Regions from separate parts of the Anas platyrhynchos genome. Here all the other regions are linked to region 1. The links are chromatin contacts, called in public Hi-C maps. All regions are on one chromosome and are shown on one strand. The core of a region is the stretch at or near the end of the contact, and the rest is flanking DNA. Distances in the headings are between cores, read along the strand shown. Region 1 overlaps P4HA1 (prolyl 4-hydroxylase subunit alpha 1). Region 2 overlaps OIT3 (oncoprotein induced transcript 3). Region 3 holds the start of ECD (ecdysoneless cell cycle regulator).

Region 1 (3,576 bases), core at 333-2,832:
ATTGAACGGAAGTGTGTTTTTTTCAGTGACAAAATCACTTTGAATAGGACTGCGTAAAGTACTGCTTGCTGCAGTATTAAAGAGTAATATTAATTTACCTGAAGCACTGATTTCTCAGGCTTAAAGCATCTCTTACTTTTGTAGCATAATACTAAGGTAGGGAATGTGAACTGCTCCAACCTCTTGTTCTCAGGACATCTAATGTTTGTTAGCAATATTATAGAAGTTTCCTGATTATCTCGTTTCATCTTGCTTTCAGACCCCTCGGAGACAGAAAAGACTCTTCTGCCGCTACTATGATGGAAACCGGAATCCTAGGTACATTCTGGGCCCCGTCAAACAGGAAGACGAGTGGGACAAACCTCGAATTGTTCGCTTCCTTGATATCATTTCCGATGAAGAGATTGAAACTGTGAAAGAGCTAGCAAAGCCAAGGGTAAATGCATTACACTTCTTTGCCTTTTGGAATCTCGAGTTCTGCTTGTAGTTTTCTGTGCAAGTGAGTGTGACCATCTCCTCTTGAATGCAGATGTGTGTGCAGTGTACTCACACATTGCTTTTCTCACCTTGTAGCTCTTGGTGATATACTCTTCATAGGAGTCCTCAGGGAAGCTGTAAACTCTGTGTAACTAGGAGAGCTAGGTGACAGCAGTGCAGACTTGTCAGGCTCTTCTGGCAGACACAATTTTGGTGCACGCTGTTTCAGATGAGGAGGAGAGTGTTGTCTAACAGAAAACAAACATCCTGCAGCTAGGTTGACTTGAAGTGCACCTGGCATCAGATGGGCTTCCTTTTATTTTTAAAGTCTGTAGTTGCAAAGGCTGTAACATGGAGAAGAGAGTCTTCTAGGGAAAGGCAGGCACTCCTCTGGTCCTGGAATGCCATATTACTGTGTAGACAATAATGAATGGTCCATTCAGCGTAAAATTGACTTCTAACAGGTTCTGAAATTACCTGCAAGAGAAAGAGCTTTAACAAGGCAGTACTTAGCCAGCTGTGCTCTGCTTCTGACTCACAAGTCCAACTGATCAAATCCTGTTTCTGAATCCAGATCCCAAGGTTCTTGTTTTGAAGGCCAAACAAGCCAGGCCAAATCAGCTGTCAAAGTAAACAGGAGTGTCCAGCATGGACAAGAAGCTAAGCGGCCATCTGTATCCAGCTGGCGTGACTGTGCATCACAAGATGTACATTTAGGAGGCAGTTAGTGAATTTGATTTGTTTTTCTACCAATTACCAGTTACTTCTAAAATAAGATTTAAACTTGTCTAAACAGATTATTACTCCTTTCTGAGCCTAAATGTCTTTTTGTTCAGAGAGAGCTGAGCAAGTGAAGATTGGGGGAATAAATACATCAAATACAGGACAAACTGTTACCTCGGTCTGCTGCCAAGTAAAGCAGCTGTGAGTTACACATAGGCACATCACAGATGGGGCTGCCCTTGGTCACCACACTGAGTACTAGGAAGCTAGAAGTAGATTTTAAAGCTTTCTAAAGGCTGATGCATCGTATTTCTGAGGTAGCATTCAGAACCGTAAGGAAGTATGAGTAACCTGTAAAACATCTCCTCCTGCAGGCAGCCTTGCTGCAGTTTGTCTGTTACTGATTAAGCCCCTTTATTGCTGCAAAAGCTCTGGCAATTACGTCTGTGGAATGTGACTGAATCATATCTTTATGGCGTAGAAGTAAGGCTTAGCACTGAAAATACAGCCTGTATGGAGGTCTGAACACATGGTGACTTTAAACTTCAGGACTTGCCAAGACGTTTGTCTTCCTATCAGATGTTCAACTTGTGGCAAAGACTTGCAGATTCACGGTTCAGTTATGTGAAAGCATTTTTCTGCTGTTAGTGTTCCACATATTTCCTACAGCCGAGGCCTTGTAGGGCTCAGTAACCAGTGCAGCAGGAGGATTGTGTTTTTGAGGCAGAAAGATCGTCATCTGCCTTCTTGGTGCCAGGGATGTTCTACTGCTGCCTCTCGAAAGCCATGGCTGCATAATCTGTGGCCAGCCTTCTGCTGCTCTGGTGTAAGCTGGCAGGAGGAAGGCTTATTATTCACCCTGGGAGTCTCTCTGGAATCAGTTTGTGACTTGATTCCTTTATGTGTCTGCACGTGATGAGGAGAGGCTGCATGTTAAGAGTCCTTAATACCTCTTCCTGTCAGTAGGGGAGGAGCAGCCCTGCTTTACTTTTTTTAACAACAGAAAAATATTACTTGGTATGCTGTGTTGAGCCTAGAGCCCACCGAAATGTGGAACTTATCCCAAAGTATGGAGAGTGCCTGACATTACAAGAACAAAGTAAAATAGTGCACCTAAGGTTCTTGATCAATGTTAACAGAAGGGATGGTATCCAGTAAATGGAGCGCAGTAAAGGGCAGGGCAAAGCCTTGAGCCAAGAATCTCACTCCCTGTAACGTAGGAACACAGCCTAAATGTAAAATACACGTAGCAAGTTGTTTTTGTTAGCAGTCAGTGTTAAAGAAGTTCACCTCAGTGCTGATACTGGTACAGAAAGATTCAGAAGGTAGGGTTTTATTCGTCTTTCATTTATACAAGATCCAAGCAATGCTGCAATCAAGTTAACTGTAAACCTCAGCTTACATGCACCGGACAGAGCGTGAACAAAGGACCGATTGTATGTGTGTCATAATGCTGAATTGTTTCCAGCAGCTGTTGCAGTATGAAGAAAATGAAAGTTTCTAGTTTATTTTATTCAGACAGCTGCTCTTCTTGCTCCAGAAGTGGAAACATTATTTCCTGGAAAAGTTGATCTTCTCTAATGCTCTGAAATATATGTATGTATACGCACATACATATATAAAACACACACACACTTAAAAAAATATATTAAAAAAAATCAAAAACTTTGTTTTAGTAAAAGTGGAGACTCCCCGTCCTGCCCTGTCATGGCTTTGAGTTCCCACCCCCACTCCATAAAAGACAAACCACCGCAGGAGGTGACCGGGTGGCTTGTGTGGGGCCCAGTGTGACATTTCCCCCTAGGCTTCTGAATGGTCGGATTGCTGTGATGCAGTATGTGCTTTGTAATGCAACTATTCTGATGGTTCGCTTCACAGCTGAGGCGAGCCACCATTTCAAACCCCATAACAGGAGCCTTGGAGACGGCACATTACAGAATTAGCAAAAGGTAAGAGAGCTCTATGCCAGATGTTTGGGGCCTGTAATGAGTACGTAGATTCTGCTCATTATGGGGAAGAAAGAGGTGGTCTAAAAAGACAACTTTGGCTTTGTAGTCCACCGCTTTATTACATGCAGATCCTGTAACAGGCTGTTATTGCTGAGTTTCTCAGTCTTTTCCTTCAGCTAGAAGTTCTGGGGGTATATTTGGTTATTATTATTATTATTTTTGGGTCACCTTCTCAGTGTGTGTTCTCAAATGATAAAATACACAAGAAATAGGTCTGTAATTCATTGTCCAAAATATATGATGCTACAGAACCTTCAGTGTGGACTCTGCATTTTCTTTATACTCCCTTTCCCCTTGCAGTTCTCAACAACCCAGAATTGTCCTCCTTTCCTCTGCAAAATCTAGCAGCCCACTTCGAGTGCCTTTA
Region 2 (3,576 bases), core at 382-2,881, 54 kb after region 1:
AAAGTGACCCTGCTCCATTTACTGGACTTTGTTCCTCAGTGTCTCTTGTACAGCTGCACATGCTTGTACCACAGTGAGTTTAAAGAGCTATAACTCAAATCCATCTAGTTTGTAAATGCTGCAGTGGATCAACAGGGAGAAAAAGTAGCCCCCCCCTTAAGATCACCCTGGTCTTCTGCAGGACCTCCATCACCCACTTCTCCCTCTGCCAATGTGCTGCCTACCTTCATGATTTATCTATTGCATTTTTGTGGGATGATGTTGCCTCCCTGCATTTGACACAGCTTCCTCAGATCTCTTGATTTATTATCTTAAAAACTAGAGAGCACGAGGGTCTGAATAAGGACCTTCAAAATGTTTGGCTCTACGCAGTCACGTTCCTTGCAAGCCCACAAACCCTCTTGATCTCCACAAGAGATGAGATGTTTGTGAGTGAAGTGTTTGTTTGTGAGGGCAAGATACAAACACGTGGACCTCTTGGTGGGTACTTGTCTGTTCACGCCAGGCTCGAGAAGCGTGTTCCTTTTCAAGCCCTTTCTGAACTTTCTGCAAATAATTACTACAGAAGAATAGCACAGGGAGAAAAAAATGAAGAATTAAAGTGTTCGTTACATTTCAGTCTTCTCCTAATTAACCCTGATTTGGCAGCTTCCTTACTACAAGCCCAGGGGTTTCACTTCCACGTACATTTAATACCTGATTAAGCACCACTTACCTGTGACTAACCATTCCCTATTAAGCGAAATGAATGCTAATATTGTCTTGAGTAAGGAGAATTGATTATCATTTGCTAGAAGTAGGCTAATAAAACCAATCATTCTGATTAAACGCTGGCAGCCTGGAATACACTGTACTTTCTGCATCGCATTTCAAGTTCTAAAACTGTTCTCTCTTATTTTGCTTGAACAATAGCTGATGCAATTTGGGGTGGGGAGGACACATTATGTTTTTTTTACCAGAATGCTCTGGATGCAGACAAACCTTCTTGGTTCAGTATTTTGATGTGCTTCACTGACTTGAAAATGGGAAGTCTATGTGCTTCTGACCAGGGACTTCAGGTCACCCTTAGTGAGCTGCACCCTCTGTAAGCATCTGCCTCACTGACATGCTGTTCTGCACCTCCCCACTAACACAGCATTTCTCTACACTAAAATCCTTGTGCTGTCCTCGGCCACCGTCACGTTTTGTTTGGCCTCGAATACAGTCTAAAAGACAGGAGCAGCTGCTGTAGCCACAAGAGTGCTGCAGAGCTGCAAGCTGGCACAGGGAGAGCAGCTCTGGGTTACAAAGGTGCTTTCCAGTGCCATAATTCATGGGATATGCAGAGCAGCAGATCTGCTCTCACCACAGGCAGCCCTCAGGTCTCCCGAGGAGCAGGAGGAGGACTGCAGCAGGAGTCTGTTGGGATTTGGCAGGCATTTCTTCATGAGCTCTCTCTTTTACCTGCCTCTCCTTGCCTCCTGCCCTTACCCACAGACAGCAGCAGTGCTGTTCAATCCTATGCTCCAAAAGCTCACTTGACTTCTCAAGACCAGAAAACATTTGTCCTGCCTTTTCTCTGCACACAGCTGAAAATAGCTTCCTCTGGGCTTCCCTCGGTGTAACGCTCTTGGCTTCCACAACATGATTTGGTACGGCCTTAGGGTGAGTCACTGACTAAGATTAAAAGCTTTTTGTGTTAAAAGCCAAACGAGGCAAAGCAAGGAATGCCCTGTCAGCTTCCCAGCTGGGCAGCACCAGAAATACACACACTCTCATTAGCTCTTATACAGTATAATTAACTTTATGAAATATCTTTTGTAGATAGACTCTGCAAACACTCATGCTGGGAAATCACATTGTCTCCTAAACAGACAGGAGATAATTTAAAGACAAAATTCACTGAAATAAAGATGCGGTGGCTCAGAGGGAGCTGGAAGCAAGCACTTCAGGGGAAATGAGGTAGCACCCCCTCCCCTCCTTCACTTCTCTGAGAGCTTCAGGATGGCCTGAAGAGCAAGCAGACGAGCAGGAAAAGCAGCTGTTGCTCTTTAGAGCACTGCAGACCTGTATGGCCCCTCGGACTGTCAATGCTGCCCCAGGCCAACCTCCCACAGACACAAAGCGCTCTGTGCCACAGCTTACTGAAAACTAATTTGAGTTTTTATGAAGAAACTCCACAGTAATAAAGAACCAGCCAATCAACCTCTCTTCTCTTCTCCCCAGAGGCTGAAGGCGCTGGGTTTTGCTCAAGACATACAACTGTCTCCAGTCCCCTCCATTTTTCATGGCTCAATTTTTTTCCTCCCCAACACTTTTTGCGTGGCCTGAGCAATTCAGCCTGACAAGCATCAGCCATCAAGTAAAGCTTTACAATTTGTAATCTTGATGGTATCATTAGCTCTCTGGCTGACATGCTAACATATATACTGGATGACAAATCGGACTCTAGCAGGCATTCATAAGCCCACCATTCTTCAGAGATTAATCCTACGTGCCCTGTGTACTGGAGGTCTGCTCTGGCACAAATAAGCAGCACTGCATTATGACTCTAAATTCAATTCAGATTTGCCAGGGAAGGGGTGAAAAAGTAGCTTAACAGCTATGTGTAGAGTCTCTCCTGCTAGAGGAGAAGAAAATCTCCCAGTGCTTAGCAGCGAAGATTCTCCCAGTAGGGAAGGCACCACGCTCTGAGACAAAGACCTTTCCACCTGGAAGAAATTTCACACCACAGTCGAAGATAAAGGATCTCTCTCACATCTCCCAGCCTGTCACCTAAGAACACGAACCTTAAAGATGGTGAACAGAATAAGCTAGAAAGCAATGGCTCTTCACTCACCCATTGAAGACACTGGCTGCAGCTGGACAACAAAGCAGAGGCAGAAAAACAAGTACTGGAACATCCCACTCAACCGAGGCACAGTTACTCCTTGAGTAACACAGCCTTGGAAGCCCTTGCACACGCTGTGGCTCTTGCAGCCTTCCTCTCAGTGCAGCTTCTGACCCCAGGCTTTCTGAAAAGCAACTGGGATAGCACTTGTGGAAGTTTATCAGAGGAAGAAGCTGAAGGGATGCGGGGTACAACACCAGCCTTGACCTCTCCAGAGCAGCTCTGCCCCTTACTGACAACGGAGGTGCAGTTACTGATCGATCTTGTTTTTTGGACGCAACTCGCTATTGTTTTCTTGCCTGACTGCCCCACGGTGACACCTCCACTATCTTATCTGGAGGGGAATTCTAACCAGGGGACACCCGGACATCCCGAAGGGATGGAAGAGAGGAGCAGATGGGTGCTCATTGTTATCTCTGCTCCTTCCCCAAGTCATACGACTTCACGGCTCCCCCTCAGTCAGAAAACGCCAGCTAGGGAGCTTTAACTGCAGGAAATAGTGGCCAGAGGAGAACTGAGCCTTCTGAGCAGAGATTGCAAACGAGTGCTGGGACCAGGCCTACAATGGGAACATCAGTCAAAGTGAAGGGCTGGTGCCCCACAAGGAAGTAAGCTGTTCCTATGTTAGACAAAGACCCTTTCCACTTCTGGTCACATAACCCAAACATCACCGAGATCATCAAATGAAAACAAAGGCATCTTTCTGC
Region 3 (3,576 bases), core at 599-3,098, 47 kb before region 1:
TTAACAGGATGACAGGATGTTTTTAATCTATTTACAGATCTGGTCCTTGTTTTTATTGTATTGTTGTTTTTATTGTATTTTTACAATCATATTTCAAATACCTTTTTACTCATGGTGGTAGATTTGGTTTGCATGATTATGTTCTACTCACATCATAGCCCCAAGACAAGATCGAGCTGTCTTCAGTGGAGGTTTCTGCATAACTCGGACTAGCAGACCATGAATTCCCACGATTGGTCGGAGTAACAGGAGGGTAATCTGATTCCTTCGAGATTTCAGACTCACTGAAATGCACACATTGAGGCAAAAAAAGAAAGAAAAGCAACAACACCACAATGACAAAAAAGCAGTTAAACAGCCTTTTCATTCTGTACCAAAAAAAAAAAAAAAATCAAAATAGTTCTTAGGAATCCTTCTCTTCGAGAGTTTTCATAGGGTTGATGTTTACTTTAGAGGCATTTAAGCAGAAGCCATAGTACACAAGTAAATGTATTAATGCTAACTCCTAATAACCTCAATGATGTAGGACATCTAGGGGTCAAGGAGAACATCAATTTTCTCCAAGTTACTGTAGTTAAGTTGAATACTATTTCTAGTTCCAATTCTACACTGCTCAGGAATGATTTTTCACTTTTTTCCACTTGCTTCTGTCATAAAATTACATGACCCTGGCTATTTATGAGATGGGAACAAAACACAGCTACACACTTATTATGATGTCCAAAATGGAAAGGATATGTTCTGAAATGCTACAGTTCTGAGGTAAAGCCTAGGAGTACCAAATGTATTACTTTTGTAAATATAGCTCTACACAAAGGGTATTGTTTTTTCCATGGTCTCCAGACAAAGATCCATTTTCTGGTGTGACAAATACCTTGAGATCTCTCCGTAGTTTTCCAACATAGGTGTGGCTGGGCGCCCCTCATCTTGTGGATCTGGCAGGGGATGATGCCGCAAGGCATGTTTTGTAAGTCCTTGTCTAAAAGAAAGAGCAGAACTTGATGTTACTGACAAGAATAAATATCTACGCAGCTCCTAAGTTTTACATGGCTTTCTGCTTTCCGAGGAATGCACTGATTTGCATACCTGAAGCATTTCTTATTATTAGGGTAATTCAGGTTACCAAGGCTTTATATTTAAAATACCAAAACTAACTCTAGGCTAAACACGGAGTTAAAAGGTATTTGCTTAAAAATCAGTGTCTTCCTTTAAACGTAAAGCGCTGTCACGAATCCCGATGCAGCTCTCTATAAGCACCTATCACGTTGTTGTCCCCAAAGGGGACTTGTGATCAGGCAGAACAAGCGTGGCCTCCAAACTCGGCAAATTAGGAGCAGTTATTTGCTACCTTATTGCTTTGATGAAGTTTAGGTGCCTGGAAAGAGAGATGGGCAAAGTCCCAGCAGCGGGAGGAGAGCCAACAGAAGTATCCCAAGCATCGGATGAGGGAGCTGTAAGCGAAGGATCCCTCCCCTTAGCTCATTTTCGGCTCAAAGACATTGAACTCGAGATTTAACCACGTTCCGCATCGTATGTCGGCGACTACATACGTTGCCCACGACGGGTACAAACGCCTCACAGCGCTGCCGCCCGTCCCCGCCACCCCTTAGGGCTGGCCCCAGCCCCTCTCCCCAGCCCCAGCTACGGCCCCGCCGCCCCCAGCCCTCCGCGGGGACCCTGCCTGGCGGCGGCCACTCACGACTCCAGAGCGCTGGGGGGCAGCGGCTTCCTCGTGTATCGCGACATCATCGTGCGGTCGCCTCAGCGCCGCCGCCATGACACCTCCTCCTCAGCGCCGCGGCCGCCATTACACCGCCGCCATGACGCGGTCTCCTTGGCGCCGCCGCCATGACACCGCCTCCACAGCGCCGCCGCCATGACGCGGTCGCCTCAGCGCCGCCATGTCGCGACAGCCTCAGCGCCCCTCAGAGGCGGAGCGCGGCCCTCGGCGCGGCTCTTATGGCGGGGGACGGGGCTCCGGGCGAGGACGCGGTTCGCTACCGCCTCTTCGCGGTGGGGCCCGGAGGCGAGGAGCTGCTGCGGGGCTGCGCCCGGGACATCGCGGAGCGCCTGGCGCCGCTGCTGGCCGCCTACATCTGGCAGCGGCAGCCGTTCCGCCTGCGCTATGTGCCGACGCGGGGTGAGCCCGGGGGGGACGCGGCGTGAGGGGCGCTGAGCCGCTTCGTTTCTCGTGTTTTATCTTGTTTTCTCTCCGTGCTCGGTCAGGAGACACGCCGGAGCACCTGGGCGGCAGCACGCGGTTCGGGGATAACGTGGAGGACGAGTGGTTCGTCGTGTACCTGCTGCGGGAGATCACCAGGGCGTGCCCGCTGCTGGCGGCCAGGTGCGGGCGGGCCGGGGGGCGCCGAGGGGACCCAGCCCGGCACCGGGCGGCTTCACCCTCACGGAAACCCCTTTCTCCTCGGCCAGGGTCGACGACAACGACGGGGAGTTCCTGCTGATAGAGGCGGCCGAGGTCCTCCCCAAGTGGCTCCGTCCGGAGAACAGCGACAACAGGGTGCGTACGGCCCCGGGGCCGCCTTGGAGCCTCTCAGCCCAAGTGGTCTGGAAAGGACTGGGCAGGGCTCTCCCCAGGAGCCCTCTTGCATCTATCCCAGCTTCCTAGCTCAGATGTAGCCACTCGTGTTTTTTCCTTTCGTGTTCTCAAGTGCTCTGACATGAGGGTTTGCTGCCTGGATGATGCTTTTATTCCCCTGTCACGTTCTTCAGTGGTTAGGTTAGGCTGCCTGGTTCTGAAGCAAATCCCCAGTTGAACAGAGACTTGGTAGTGTTGGTGTTAAGGAAAACAGATTTAGTGAAATACGTATCTTGAAAGAGTATTATTTTTTAATTTATTGGTTAGATCATGGTTTCTGGCACCTGTATTTATATCATCTCCCATTTTAAAAAAGTTGTTTCCTGTGTTATTTCATTACTTGTGCTTCAGTAATCTGAGTTTAAACAAATAGATTCCTGTATGAAACAAAACTTTGCATTGCTTGGTGTACGACTGTTCTTATCCTCTGATGAGGCTGTTACTGTCTGCCAGGTGTTTTTTTACAAAGGAGAATTGCACATCATTCCGCTGTCAGAGACTCAAGAGCAGGATGACTGTGAGCCGTCTGCTGCCTGCCCAACAATCTCACAGGCGTTAAGGCTGTTGTCCACCCGGTCGGAGGAGTTCCTGGCCGCAGAACCCATTCGAGCAGCGGTGTATAAGCGCATCAGTGGGTATGTGGATGATTTCATTTGGTTTTCTGTTGGTTTACTGCTGTGATACCATACCTGACAGTTACAGGAATTTCTATTCCTTCACATCCTTCTTGTACTGGTTAGTGAGGAAATGTGAAAGTTGTGCGAGCTTTTAGGAGCCCATTGGAGAAATGAAAAGATTGCACACTGCTGTCTAGAACCAACATGCTCTTACGAGCATCAGCTAGTTACAGGTGAGGTTAGCATTGTGCGTTATTTTCTGCAAGGATTTGGCAGTTTGAGCCAGATGTACTCAGTGCAGTGAAGAATACTGTAGAGTTGGACATGTTAGTGAAGTTCACAGTGATTCATCTTAACAGTGCG

Evidence for each region. A called contact is a pair of places that touch in the nucleus more often than the background predicts.
Region 2: a contact with region 1 is called in a Hi-C map of liver, with 1.7 times the contacts expected there. The contact joins two enhancer-like sites. A contact is called at or near these places in 2 of 8 Hi-C or Micro-C datasets (liver and skeletal muscle).
Region 3: a Hi-C map of subcutaneous adipose tissue shows a contact between it and region 1, with 1.6 times the contacts expected there. The contact joins the promoter of ECD here to the enhancer-like site in region 1. A contact is called at or near these places in 2 of 8 Hi-C or Micro-C datasets (liver and subcutaneous adipose tissue).

What each region holds. Positions count from the first base shown.
Region 1 is chr6:6,562,834-6,566,409 of IASCAAS_PekinDuck_T2T, forward strand. It overlaps P4HA1 (prolyl 4-hydroxylase subunit alpha 1), which reads left to right. Exons shown (of 15, transcript XM_072040311.1): 8 at 260-436. Among named protein-coding and RNA genes, the nearest start is that of PLA2G12B, 20 kb to the right of the region's middle. Within about 2 kb of position 1,583, at least 3 of the 8 cell types and tissues checked have an H3K27ac peak or open chromatin away from gene starts, as enhancers often do. A contact at or near this core is called in subcutaneous adipose tissue, where this site is marked.
Region 2 is chr6:6,616,765-6,620,340 of IASCAAS_PekinDuck_T2T, forward strand. The region is part of intron 1 of OIT3 (oncoprotein induced transcript 3); the gene reads right to left. Among named protein-coding and RNA genes, the nearest start is that of OIT3, 6.1 kb to the right of the region's middle. Within about 2 kb of position 1,632, at least 4 of the 8 cell types and tissues checked have an H3K27ac peak or open chromatin away from gene starts, as enhancers often do.
Region 3 is chr6:6,515,628-6,519,203 of IASCAAS_PekinDuck_T2T, forward strand. ECD (ecdysoneless cell cycle regulator) reads left to right here and starts at 1,849. Exons shown (of 13, transcript XM_027460781.3): 1 at 1,849-2,140; 2 at 2,227-2,344; 3 at 2,431-2,518; 4 at 3,050-3,231. The coding sequence starts at 1,849. FAM149B1 (family with sequence similarity 149 member B1) reads right to left here and starts at 1,840. Exons shown (of 16, transcript XM_072040302.1): 1 at 1,700-1,840; 2 at 875-979; 3 at 152-284. The coding sequence starts at 1,749.